Regions from separate parts of the Sus scrofa genome. Here region 2 is linked to region 1. The links are chromatin contacts, called in public Hi-C maps. All regions are on one chromosome and are shown on one strand. Each heading gives the region's core, a stretch centred on a gene start, on an enhancer-like site or on the middle of the called end of the contact. The rest is flanking DNA. Distances are from core to core; before and after follow the strand shown. Region 1 holds the start of GK (glycerol kinase). Region 2 holds the start of TAB3 (TGF-beta-activated kinase 1 and MAP3K7-binding protein 3).

Region 1 (6,519 bases), core at 3,326-5,825:
CATTGTCTAATCACCTGGGGCAAGGAGCTTAATAATACAACCTACATCACAGTTGTTATGAGGATTAAATGAGATAATCCTGGAAAAGTCCTCATCGAAATACCTGACACACTTGAAGTCACAACATATTCCACGCCTTCATTTTTTTTTTTTTAAACAGTCAACCTAGCGGGTAAAAAAACAAAAGTTACCAAGTCAAAGAAGGAAGTTGACTGTTTAAGCTGACGCTTTTGTCTTATAAAGAAATGGCCCCTCCTTTAAACCTGTTACACTAATTCTCTTTCCAAGAAGTTCCTGCTCTGCAATATGGGTAAACATGTGCCAAGCCCAGTTCACTTTCCTATCAGACAAGGTTCCTATCAAATTCTTCCTTTGGTACAAAACATGTGCAATGGGTCCCAAGATTAATTCTTTGACAACTAGAGGAAGAAATGAACACACTCTAAAACTGCAGGTCTACTACTAAAATAGAAGCAATTAAGTAATCAAACATAACCAAGTCAAAGCATTTTAAGTTTCTTTGACAAGGTAAAAAAAAATAATCAGAATTAAAATTCAGTTGACCTATAAAAATCTAGTTGACAAACATGTATAAAGTGCTCCCTGTAGGAAAAAAAGGTGTTCATTTGTCATGTTGACCAAAATATTTTAAGGACTACAAAGATGAACAAGTCCTTAAAAAGGAGGTTCCTGCTTTCAAGTACAACAGATATATAATAACACAAAGTGGGTGATAAGAGCTACGAACAGAGACATAAAATACTACAGGAAGGGTAAAAAATTCTAAGGATTTGAGGAAGACTTTGACTAAGAGATGGCAGTTGAGCCACTATTTGGAGGTAGAATAGAATTTCAAGAAGCAGAAGTTTCCGCTGTGGCACAATGGGTTAAGAATCCGACTGCAGTGACTTGGGTCACTGCAGAGGTGCAGGTTGGACCCCTGGCCCAGAGCAATGAATGGGTTAAGGATCTGGTATTGCCACATCTGTGGTGCAGTTTGGCACAGGTTAAAGCTATGGCTTGGATTAAATCCCTGACCTACGAAATTTCATATGCTGCCATGTGGCAATTAAAAAAAAAAAGAATTTCAAGAAGCAGATATGGGATAAAACGGAGGAGGCACTTCCCTTGGGTGAAAGAACATGAATAAAGAAATGTTGTGTCCTTTATGGGAGAAAGCCGATATAGCTGACATAGAAGGTGGGAAAATAAAGTTTAGAGGTTACTGGTCTTGTGAAAGTTGAATTAGATATGTAAATGTAGTGAATAATGGTCAGGAAATTATTTTAATACTTTTCACTTTATAAGCTTCTTTGTGACAGTTCTTATCTGCTGTATTTCTTCCTGGGAAGGTAAGCAATTATTTTTGAGTCATAATTACAACGTGGACTAGTTGGCTGGAAGAACTCCTGGAAATCACCTAGTGACTGAAGCACTTATTCAGCAAATCTATTATCTATATTTTTCAGGGAGTGGTTTAGCAACCTCTTTCCTTATAATCAAGGGGGTTGGGAGTGGGGAAACACCCTTCAAAACCATTCCCAAGTTTTTCTCTACTTCACACAGGATCACTACGTCTTCAATCTACCTCTGAAGCTTTTCTTCACAGCTGTTTCTCAAGGAGCAGGAAACTTGATGGGTCAACTTTTATTTTGTGTGTTTTTTTTTTTTTAGGGCTGCACCCACAGCACATGGAAGTTCCCAGGCTAAGGATGATTCAGGACCTGTAGCTGCTGGCCTGCGCCACAGCCACAGCAATGCCAGCCACAGCAATGCCTGATCCAAGCCATGTCTGAGATTTACATCACAACTCATGGCAATGCCAGATCCTTAACCCACTGAGTGAGGCCAGGAATCGAACCTGAGCCCTCATGGATACTAGTCTGGTTCGTTACCAATGAGCCACAATGGGAACTCCTTGATGGGTCAAATTTTAAGCATCATTCTATAAGCAGGATGGGAATCTTCTGCATTTGCACCTTAGCTTACACACTGAGATCAAGCAACAGCAAAACTGAACCCAACTGCTATTTATTTATTTTAAAATTTAATTTTTGTTATGGCTACACCTGGGTATATGGAAGTTTCTGGAGCAGGAATTAAATCTGAGCTATAATTGTGGCAACATCGGATCCCTAACCCAGTGCACTGCAGCAGGAACTCCTGAACCCCAATTTTTTTTTTTTTTTTTTTTTTTTTGCTTTTTAGGGCCATACTCAAGGCATATGGAGGTTCCCAGGCTAGGGGTCCAATTGAGGCTACAGCTGCCAGCCTATGCCACAGCAACATCAGATCCAAGCCGCATCTGCGACCTACACCACAGCTCACCACAACGCAGGATCCTTAACCCACTGAGCGAGGCTGGGGATTGAACCTGCAACCTCATGGTTCCTAGTCAGAGTCGTCTCTGCTGCACCACGATGGGAACTCCTGAACCCAACTTTTAAAGGCTAATGTTGTTTACATCATACATTGAACCACTGATTTTGATAATATGAAGTCGATTAATTCCTTCCCCACCAATGCAGAAAGATGCCTCTTGGGCAACAGAAACTGAGGGACCAGGAACATGCAGTAGATAAAGACTGCTGGATGACAAGGACAACAACAGTAAAGAGTGAAAAGAAAAACAAGCACAGTAAGGCTGGCAACAAAAAAGGAAACCTACAAAGTTATGAAATATCTTACCCACTTTCATTGAGGGCAAAGGCTGTATAAACTAGAGAACAACTGCCACATTTGGTTTGGCCCCTACAGTGCTTTATGAACTAGTTGCCAACATTTGAGGACAGGAAGATTTTACTGAAAACTCTTGGAAGTTCCAGCTTTTCTTAAATAATTTGAAGATCTGGCAACACGGGGCTAATGTTCCTGCTTGGCTGTACCCCTGAGCCTGAGTTTGCTCTCCTTCCTCTACCTGCCTGGCCCCTGCAAGCATCTGTATGGGCAAATCTTGAATAAAGCTTCAAAATTCAACCCACAGTTAGTCAGCATACATGTCTCAATGCTCTTTCTTAATTTGGAAAGATGGTAATAATGATTGAATATTTTACATATTAAATCCAGTTAGGCAAACTTTCTTACTTATGATTCAGGATTACTTTCCAAACATTTATATGAAAATCAAGACAAAGTGAAACCTGCCCTGGGTGATCATATGATAAACAATATAAGAGACAGGAGAATTACGTCTTGGCAGCTCAAACCAGGGTAGGTCATTAAATACCATTCAAACTAAAACTTGACTAAAGGCTTTCACTTCAGACAAGAGAAACAAGTATCAAAACCAAGGTACAAATTCAGGTTTCAGCTAAATGGTCACAGAGCTTTCAAAATATATACAGTGTATATACAATGTATATATACGGTATACTAAATAATGCATGAAAACATGATTTGAGGCAAAGAAGTGAAGAGAGAGCTAAGTAATCATTAAATATTTACATCAACTTGCCAGGTTAGTCAAATGTCCATTGAAAGCATGGGCTCTTAACCAACAATCGTTTATTTAAATTATTTTTAAAGTACCTTTCTGAACTCAGTGCTAGATCACTGTAAGAGCTAGTTTTTTAATTGCACAAAACAATTTAATCAGCAGAGAGTCACTTAAACAGCACTCCACTATGTCAAAACTCTGTCATACATAGTAAATAAAAAAAAAAATTCCCTGTCAATTTAAGCTGTGAAGCGAGGCGAGGACAATCATCTTTGTAATGCGCAAAGTATCAGAGCTAAAATTGACAAATCCTCGAGATTAAATTAAGATTCTGGTTAAAGCAGTGTAATTTGACTCTTTGCCAAAGTGTTCGGCCACTCTCCCCGCCCTCCTCCTAGCGTTCTACCTTCTGCAGTTTCTGGGGAGAGGAAGATAACGCATCATCACGCTAATACTACATTCGTTCTACAGCTCCAAAGGACGCTGGGTTAGGCTACCACAGTCGTGACACAGCTTCCCCCCCACCCCCGCCCCCGCCCCATTCAAGGACGTCCTGCTCCCGGCAGGCCAAATGCTTCTGGGGAAGACTGCAGCAGCGGTCAATGTGGCCACCTGTCCCTGGCTGCAGGCGGGCCGCTCTGCACGGATGTTCGGCGAGTCCTAGCTTCCTCTGGGGTAGGAGTCCCTTCATTAGTAGGGGACCCGGCTCCACAATCAAGGCCAGGGCTGCTCAGCTCAGCTGCGGGGGTCGCGAGAGGCTGTGTTCCCCCAGGCCCGGGCGGAGAAGCTCCAGCGTGGCAAGTCCCGCTCTGGGCCCTTGGCCTCCTTCCCTTGCCTGGGGGCCAGGGCTCTGGGTCGTGGGAAGAACGGGACGGCGACGCGACATCCCGCCCCACGGTCCCAAGGCTCCCGCTCAGGTTCAGCACCTCTTCAAGTGCAACCCCCGGCTCACCAAAAAGCGCGTCGAGCTGGTGCCCTGGTCCACTGCTCCCACCAACGGTCCCAAAACTGCTTTATTCGCGGCTGCCATGAAACCAGCTTGGGGTCGGCGAGGAATTGCAGCCCGTTTCCTTGGTGACGGCGGCGGGCGGAGAGTAGGGCGGCGAGTCGGAAGGGCCAGGCGGCTGGCGGCAGTAGATCGCTCTGTTCGCGCTCCAGGCAGCCCCTTTACCGGCTCAGAGGCTCTACCCCGCCCCTCCAGCCCAGGCCCCGCCCCCACCCGCGTTCCCCACGACTCCGGGGGCGGGGTTGGGGCAGGCGCTGTCTGCCTGGCCAGCCAATTACCGAATGCGGAAAGAGAAGGGCTGTTCAGACAATCTGAGGCTAGACAGACCTCACGGGGGCGGGGCCAGGGCGCGGCGGAGGCGGTGGCCCGCGCGGCAGGTCACGTGGGCCGGGGAACCCGGCGGCAGAACCCTCCTGCCGCTGGGCCGGAGGCGGAGGCCGGTGCTGCCCTTTGGCAGGGAGGGTCAATGGCCCGGGGAAAGGGCACAACCCCACCCACACCCTGGGGCTTCCTCTAGCGGCTGGGTCCCAAAGGGCAGAACTGCTTGTTCCTCTGGTGGGATGTGCAGAGCACGGCGTGAGTCACTCCGGACCAACCCTGCCAGGCCTTCCCGCGCTTCCCACGCCCCGCCCACTTCCCTGTTCCCCGCTCGAGATCAAAATAATCCCCCTCTAAAGGGACTGACCCTTTGTAGGGTCACATTCAGGAGCAGCGCAAATCTTTTGCCTTTGGAGGCTTTTCAGGGACAAGGAAAGCCTAAGTTCCTTCGGTTTAGCTTTTAGGGGAAGCCCTCAAAATCACCATCCCCAGGTCATCAATTGACCACCCGCGAAGATTTCCCGAGGCACCTCCTTGTCCTGAAGCGCCCTTGCTCCTATCTTGACCTGACTGTGTCTCCTCCCTCATACGCTATTTCCTCGCCATAGGTTAAGTGCTCTAAACAGCAAAAGGAGAGAAAAGAGGCCTTCTCATTTGACCTTGAATTTACCTTGCCAGGATTCTTTTGGATCCTGGAAGTATGAATCTTGTTCCAGAGTTTGAAAACCCCTGGCAGTTGCAGAGGTTTTCAAACTCAGGAATAAGATTCACTGTATGAGTAGTTTACAGAACAGGGCCGGGCATATGTGTGGGTGTGTGCACATGCATTTATTTATAATTTATATAGTTATATATTCATTTTTTCAAGTATTTAAAATGCTACCAAAACAATATTTATCCTTCTGTGCTATACATTCGAACTTATTTATACTATTGCATATCATTTTTTAAAATGCTGGTTGGAAAAATCACTAAATTGACTTTGTAAACCAGGCCCTATCAATATCAAAAGCATTGTACTATTCCCACTCTCACTTTTTTTCCTGTTCCATTACTCCAGTCTCTGTGTTCTGTAACATCATTTCTATTTTACACCCTCTTGCTTTACCTAGCACCACCTCACTTATTTATCTCTGTGTTTATAGTTTTACCACTTTTGCTCTGGAAGCAAATTTTCTTTTTTCTTTTGGCTTTTTAGGGCTGCACCCGAGGCATATGGAGGTTCCCAGGCTAGGGGTTGTATCAGAGCTGTAGCTGCTACTAGGGGTTGTATCAGAGCTCTAGATGCCGGCCTACCCCACAGCCACAGCAATGCCAAATCAGAGCTATGTCTGCAACCTACACCACAGCTCACAGCAATGCCAGATCCTTAACTCACTGAGCAAGGCCAGGGATTGAACCTCTGTCCTCATGGATACTAGTGAGATTCATTTCCGCTGAGCCAAAATAGGAACTCTGCAAATTTTCTTATATTCTGTCTAGAAATCAAATTGTGGTGTTCCAGATGAGGCCTACTTATGGGGATGCTGAACTTAATAACTAAGGATAAACTGGCTTGCTTTAGGATAGGAGTGCAGATGGATCAGTATTTCTGAATTTTCTGGAGAAGACACAGGCATACAGGTGAATATAAAGGAACTAGGCTAACTTGCCCCTAAACTCCCTGAAAAACCTTAATTGAACGATATAGATAAGGATTTCCTTGACTCAAACTAGCAGTAAAAAGAAAGCCACCTAACCTAACACATGGATCCAATTA
Region 2 (7,397 bases), core at 3,873-6,372, 260 kb before region 1:
TAGCTGGCAGACTCGGCTAGGATCCTGCGTTGCTGTGGTTGTGGTGTAGGCCGTCGGATGTAGCTCCGATTGGACGCCTAGCCTGGGAACTTCCATATGTCATGGGTGTGGCCATAAAAAGCAAAAAAAAAAAAAAAAAAAAAAAAAAAAGATTACGAGGAATCTCTTTCCCATTGAGAATCACCAAATTGCAAGATAAAAGTAAATCAAGAAGTGAAAATTAGCATAATTTAAATATTGTATTTTAGTACAGATTTATCTGAAAGTGGTCCTGAAAATTCATGCTGAATTGCAGGCAAAAAGATAACTGGAACCGGAGATCTGCCCCTCTTCCAGAGTGGTGAGTTATACTCAAGCTCACTTCCCATAGGACTTCCTTCCCTCATGGGAAGATTGTAATATCTCATCAGCCTCGGGGCCCAGACAATGCCTAGAAATAGCTGGAACCCCAAATTCAGATTTCCTGGCACCAAGTAGCCTGTCCCTAGTAAGGTTCCTTGTAGGCTTGCTCTACAAGAAGGCACAGCAAGTGATCCTGTCAACAGAACTGATTAGCTACTAGACCAACCCACCACCTACAGAAACTAACACTGAGCCATACTATGGCACCGTTTCTCAAGGAGACCAGCCAGCCACTTGGACAAATTGATTACTTTGGATCCGATCCATATGGGGTGTGTGTGTGACTGTGGGGCAGTAATTCATTCTCTCCAGAACTGATTCATACTCTTGTTATGAGTTTGCTTTTCCTATCCACAGTTCCCCCAGCAGCACCACCATTCACAAGTTTACAAAAATGTCACCTATTGATGTGGTATCCCACACAGTATTGCCCAAAACCGGTGGACTTGTGTTACTGCAAAGGAGTTGCACACGACTGTGAGAATCACAGGACTCATCACATAACTCATCACTCATAAGCAGACAGCCTAGTGAAATGGCTCATTAAAGGCCCAGCTAACTTTTTAGCTTTTAGACCATACTCTGTAGAGTTCGGGTGACTTGCTGAGAGGGAGCCCTAGTTGGTGCTGTGAATTGCCTCTATTCTTTTTTCTTTTTTTTTTTTAAGAGCTGCACCTGTGGCATATGGAAGGTCCCAGGCAAGGGGTCTAATCAGAACTGTAGCTGCAGGCCTACACCACAGCCACAACACCAGATCTGAGCTGCGTCTGTGACCTACACCGCAGCTTGCAGCAAGGCTGGATCCTTAATCCACTGAATGAGGCCAGGGATTAAACCCACATCCTCATGGATACTAGTCAGGTTCTTAACCTGCTGACCCACAACAGGAACTCCGAATTGCCTCTATTCTCATCACCATAAGTGACCGTGGGTGAGATCAGAAGTGCCGCCCAGCTGAGCCCAACCCAAATCACTTAACTTATTGCATAATGAGCAAATGAAATAGTTATTGTTTTAGACAATCACGGTTTTTCTTTTTTTTCTTTTTGCCTTTTCTAGAGCCGCACCCGAGGCATATGGAGGTTCCCAGGCTAGGGGTCTAATTGGAGCTGTAGCCGCCAGCCTACGCCAGAGCCACAGCAACATGGGATCCGAGCCGCATCTGTGACCTACACCATAGATCACAGCAAAGCTGGATCCTTAACCCACTGAGCAAGGCCAGGGATCCAGTAACCTCATGGTTCCTAGTCAGATTCGTTAACCACTGAGCCACGACGGGAACTCCTAGATGATTATGTTTTAGAGAGGTTTTGTTACATGGCAATAGATTGCTAACAGGTGAAGTCCATAATATCTGAAATGGTACATGTGTCTGATACAGCTGAAGAGAATACATTCTATCGCATTCTAAAGAAAGCTTCTAGGCCCTTGCCTGAAGGTTCGGCAAGAGGTGGCAAAACTGGTTCTGTGACTATCACTCAACACTTCCTCCAGCCTAAATAAGAGAAGACTAAAAGGGAGGCTTTTCATTAGTTATCATCTTTGAGAGAGTGTTGTAGATTTTTCTCTCCCATTGGGGAAGGCTAAGCCAAGTAAGGGGGGATTCTGAGAGCTGCGTGAGGAGTGTCTTCAAGATGTATTCCTTTGCAGATCCTTGATTACTGAACTGCTGCTGTAGGTCCAACCTACAGAGAGAATTGTCTTTTCTTTTTTTTTTTCTTTTTGAGGCTGCACCTGCCACATATCAAAGTTCCCAGGCGAGGGGTTGAATTGGAGCTGTGGCTGCAGGCCTCCACCACAGCCACTGCAACACCAATTCTGAGCTGTGTCTGCGACCTACATCACAGCTTGTGGCAATGCCAGCTCCTTAACCCACTGAGCGAGGCCAGGAATCAGACCAGCATCCTCATGGCTACTAGTCGGGTTCTTAACCCGCTGAACCAGAAGCGGAACCCAGCGAATTTTAGGGAGGGCCAACCATGTATCTTTGTAGAGCTGTGCTAACATAGACACTGCTGCTTGCTTCTTGCCAGAAGAATTTGAAGGCAGGAAGCTTGCTGAGCAGCAATGACAGGGTAGCATGTCTGTTGTTCAGCACGGCCAGGATATGTGGGTTTCCCACAGACTGACTTTAAGAGAAAGTGAAAAAGCTTGAGCTTCTTGCTTGTACCCTGCCAAAGGATGAGGCAATACCTGAAGCAAGAAGTTCTGGGTATTCTACAAGAGGCAGGAACTAAGTTACAGAAGTTTGATTCCAAATCAAAGAACTATGCCCTGAGGAAGGTGTTGAAGAATCACACTCACCTGATGAGAAAGCCAGCATTTGGATGCCTGTCACAGAGAAGGTATTGACAGCCTAGAGAGGACTTAAACAGCATCAAGTGTATAAAAGACAAGGGGCTGAGAGATGCCAGACGAAAGAAAGAGCATCATTTGTGTCCTAAGATGTGCTATCAAATCTTCCCAGTGGGAGCCTAAGAACCCCCAAATGAAACCGGGAGAGAGAGAGAGCTGATTTTAGACATCTGTCATGTCCAGAGATGACAAAACTATCTTATGATTGTATGTGTAAAGCAACAATTTACCCACTTCCATTCCCACCCACTTCTCTAGAGAAGAAACTGGTTAGCAAAACAAGGGAGGAGAAACAGAAACCTGAGTAACAGAAAGCTTCTTTGAACTGGGAGAGAGAAGCAATAATCTCAAATCAAGGTCTGAGTTTTGATTATTTTATGGGGCTGCCGATTATCCTTCCAAGCTTCTTTTCTAGTCACAGGATTTTTAGCTAGGTATAAGACTGCTTAGAATAGGACCCCATTTCCCAGTCTTCCCTGCAGGTAGATAAAATAATACAATTAAGTGATGTTAACAACCCATGGGTAGTGCCCTAAAATGAAATCAGTAGGCCTTCCTTTTCCTAATGACTGGAATGTCCCACCATGTGTGGGTGTGTGACAAGAGTGAATGGCCCCCTTTCTGACCATATCCAGTTTCTAAAATGAATGATTCTCAACACTGGAGCTGCTCTGCTTTAGGATATGGGTCAAGTTCAGGTCTGCTCTGTGCCTCATTCTCATTCCCAGGCTGCAAGAGGTCTGGAAGCTCTCGGCAGGGCAGTGGCAGTTCCTTCCCATAGCAGCAGTCAGATGCAGTTTGCAGCTTTCCCCACACTTGCAGACACAGCAGCTCAAGCCTCCCTCATAGACACCAGCAGCAGCAGATACTGCTTCCTTCTCAGAGGAAGTACTCAGAAGTTTGAGTTTCGGGTCCACAAGACTCCTTGTCTAAATAACTACATCGTAATAACAATAATAATCCCGACTGCTTTCCTTGGTTCCACTAGCTCTAGGCATAGTAGCTGCTTCCTGTAGTTACTACCTCAGCAATATATTAGTTCTCTTCCTACTGTGGCACAGGGGGTTAAAAATCTGACTGCAGCAGTTCAGGTCACTGCAGAGGTACAGGTTTGATCCCTGGCCGTGGGCAGTGGGTTAAAGGATCCAGCATTACTGTAGTGTGGCTCGGATTCAATGCCTGGCCAGGGAACCTCCATATGCCGCAGGTGTGGCCATAACATTAAAAAAAAAAGTTCTTTTCTTGCCTTTTCAGTTATCTAATTATTAATTCTTTACATTAAATTCTATCTGTGAAAATAATTGCGGTGGTTTGTTTTCTAGGATCACCTGGACTGATTCATTGGACTAAATCCCATGACTGTGAGACTCCTCTCAATAATTGTCTCTTTGATACAGTATCTTAAGACACCCTGCCCCCAATATCTGTCACTCCTCTCTGTACTAATTTCTATCCTAGAATTTACTGTGCTGAACTGTCATCACTGTTTTTTTCTCACACATCTCCATCCTAGGCCAAGAGATCCCTGCGGTCAGAGCACATCTGTTTCCCCAGTACCTGGCACATAGGAAACTCTGAAAAAGAGTAAATTAACGAGCGAGGAAAAATACAACAGGAACAGACGCAGTTATCTTAGTGTGAGATTTAGAGGGCTCAAGTAGCGCCAAAATGAAAGAGAAAGTTAAATGTTGATGTGAGAAACAGAAGGGCTGTGGTTGCCAGCTGTGAGCCCAGCTCTCAGGACACAGCAAGCGAACCGCTAACAGGATGAAGGGGCAGCTAAGATTTTGCAAAGACTGCTAGGTGACAGGGAGAGTAGGAAGAAAAGGGTCGGACAATTCCCAGGGACTCCAAAGTGTATGGGTAGCTCGTGCTCTTGACGGATGACCAAGCCTTAAGGGACACCTCCCACTTCGTCACGGGGTCCCGCCCAGTCCCTTCCCGGGTTTCAGTCCTGGTTTCCCCGCCCCGTGCCTCTAAAGGAAAGAGGTAAAACACGGAGAACTGGATCCTATTTCAGGGGCTGTTCAGGCATGCGTACTCGTCCGCCCGCGCGCAGGCGCAGTAACTTTCTCTGTAACATGATGCCCATTTCCGATATGGGATAGCGTTTGCTCTGCAGCCAGCTCAGGGTACCCTCATTGACCGCCTTTCCTGTGGGCCCCGCCCTCCGGTTGCTGTCGGGGGAAGCCTCGCGAGATCGCCATCTTTGTGCCTGGCGAGCGACGGCGCTCGACGGGAGCCCTGAAGCCGGAGGTTCGCTTGCCAAGCTCTTGCTGAGACCGGATCCAGGAAATACGAGGCGGGCCTCGGTGGGAGGGGCCGACTGAGGGAGGAGGGAGGAAAGGGGGCGGGGGCGGCGGCGGCGGCGGTGGCAGCGGCGGCGGCGACGGCGGCAGCGGCGGCGGCAGCAGCAGCTCTCACCGGATTCGGGCCCCGAGCTGCACGCACCCAAGGGGGGTCGGGCGGGGAAACGGCGCCGGACCCGGACCCCCCGCGGGAGCAAGAGTCTGGTGTGAGGGCTAGGCGGCGGCAGCGGCAGACGGGAAGCAGCGGCTGCCAGGTGAGTGTCCGCGAGGAGGCCCGGCACCTGCCCGGGCTGGAGCGTCGGGGGTGGCCCCTGGGGTCGTCCCGTTGACCCCGCTCCCGGGCAGTGCGCGTGGGCGTGGGCGTGTGCCGGACTGCGGGTGTCGCGGGGTACTGGATCGGTCTGGGGCTGAGGCTGCGGCGGACTCCGGGAACTGCGGGGCTGCGGGAGGTCTGCGCAGGGCCTGGCGCGCCCGCGCCTGCCCTGGACGCCCCAGGAGGCCGAGGAGAGAGGGAGTGGCCGGGGGCTGGGTTGACTTTGGGCCCCCCTCCGCACCCCGAGAAGAGGGAATGGTGTCCTTCCTCGCCGGACCCTGGGCATTGTAAAGAGTGAACCTCTGTGGACTGCCAAAGCGTTTGGGAATGAAGATTACCAACACCCAGGTTGGGGTTGTTGAGGGCGTTGAGTGACGTGGGGAAGGTGGTAGTAATAGTAATAATTGCTCTGGAAGAGGTTTGTAAGTGGTTTTTGGCAGGTGTGGAGTAAGGCGAAAATGTCGTTCGTTTGAAGAAGATCATACAAGCTGTCCTCTGAGGTCCAACAACAGATTAGAATTATTTCCAGTTGGAGTTCTATAGTTAGTACTGTGTGCCAGCTCATTAAAGTGCCTGCAAGCAGGATTTGGGGTTCTGGGATGCGGTTCGAGGTGGGTTACTAAGTAAGCTGAATATAAAGCCAGAAGTTTAAACTTGATGCAAAGCATTTCTGTCTTTACTGAAACGTATTTTATTTAAGTTGCTTGAGAAAACTTGTCACCTTTCGTCCAGACAGGGCTTGTCAATTCCATGTGTTCTTAATTGACATTTGTCAATCAGACAGTAATTTTGGCACGTGCTGTATTGTGGTTTGTAAAAGAACAGGTATGAATGGGAAAGAACAATTTAACAGACTAGCTTCTTTTACACACTTTTTCATTTTGGAAGGATAAGGGGATTTATTTTTTTGCTTTGCAAATGTTTTACAATAATAGAACATTAGTAAGAAGGAACAAACATTTTGATTAAGAAAGGGCTTTTGAGAGGAGAATTCAATTTTTCATATTATTAGACATCATCACCAATGGTTTAGTTTTGTAATAGCGTCTTTTTATGAATACTGGAAGAATGCAAACATATACACATAATTTTAAACTAATGTGTGATGTGAAGTTTTTCAGTTTTAGTTCCACCCAACTCCCCCACCCCACTTAATCAAGGGAAAGACTTTAATGAAAGTAAATATTACATAAGTGATTTTCATCTTAACATTTGACAGAACATAATAATCTGTGTTCTGTCACTCTGAATTTTTTTCCACATTTTTTTTTAACACACTGTCAGCACACTCTCTACAGTTTGTGTTGGAGTAAAAAGAGCTAATGTTGAGTATTCAGGCACTGGGCTTGGTGGGTTATGTATGTTTGCATTAATCTCATAGCTACCCTGTGCTAAAGATAGTGTTATCCCTGTTGTACAGATAACGACACTAACCTCCAGTATTCTTTAGTAACTTGCCTAAGCAGGTCATATAGCTGGGAAGTTGTGGAGCCAGAGCTCAAACTCATGTGTGTCTGATTCTAGAATATGTGCTTTTTCTACTATACTCTGCTTAAGTGTGTGTGCCGATGAATACAAATTTTATGAAAATGGAAATTTTTGTTACAAAGAAATCTTTTATTTCTTTCGGTAATCTCGAAAGCTTTCTGTGTCCTTGGCTGAAGGTAGTCTCTGGGTTTTTTTTTTCTTTTCTTTTCAAATGTGTCCATCTTCTAGCCAGAGGTAACATTTTAGTGAGGAACATCTGCTGATTAGTGAGGATTCCTAATAGCCAGTAGTGACCTATCTGAAATTCAGATGTTGTCAATAACTTTGCCTTCCTTTCATCATGCCCAGGACACTTAAGAGATCAAACATTTTGTTTATTCTGGTCCTGAGTAGTTTTTCAAATTACATTACTAAAATAAAATACAAACTATATGGATTTTAATTTGCTTTATCATAACTTGGAGGTTTACACACACATACCCACCCACCTCCTCATTCACCCACCTACCTTCTCCAGCAAGTGGAATATT

The links. Hi-C and Micro-C count contacts between places; a contact is called where the count stands out from the background.
Region 2: a Hi-C map of skeletal muscle shows a contact between it and region 1, with 12 times the contacts expected there. The contact joins the promoter of TAB3 here to the promoter of GK in region 1. A contact is called at or near these places in 1 of 5 promoter capture datasets (liver), 8 of 47 Hi-C or Micro-C datasets (embryonic fibroblasts, heart right ventricle, liver and 4 more) and 1 of 2 datasets of contacts at active chromatin or transcription factors (alveolar macrophages).

What each region holds. Positions count from the first base shown.
Region 1 is chrX:26,468,625-26,475,143 of Sscrofa11.1, reverse strand. GK (glycerol kinase) reads right to left here and starts at 4,575. Exons shown (of 19, transcript NM_001143708.1): 1 at 4,389-4,575. The coding sequence starts at 4,466.
Region 2 is chrX:26,726,764-26,734,160 of Sscrofa11.1, reverse strand. TAB3 (TGF-beta-activated kinase 1 and MAP3K7-binding protein 3) reads left to right here and starts at 5,122. Exons shown (of 10, transcript XM_021080829.1): 1 at 5,122-5,320.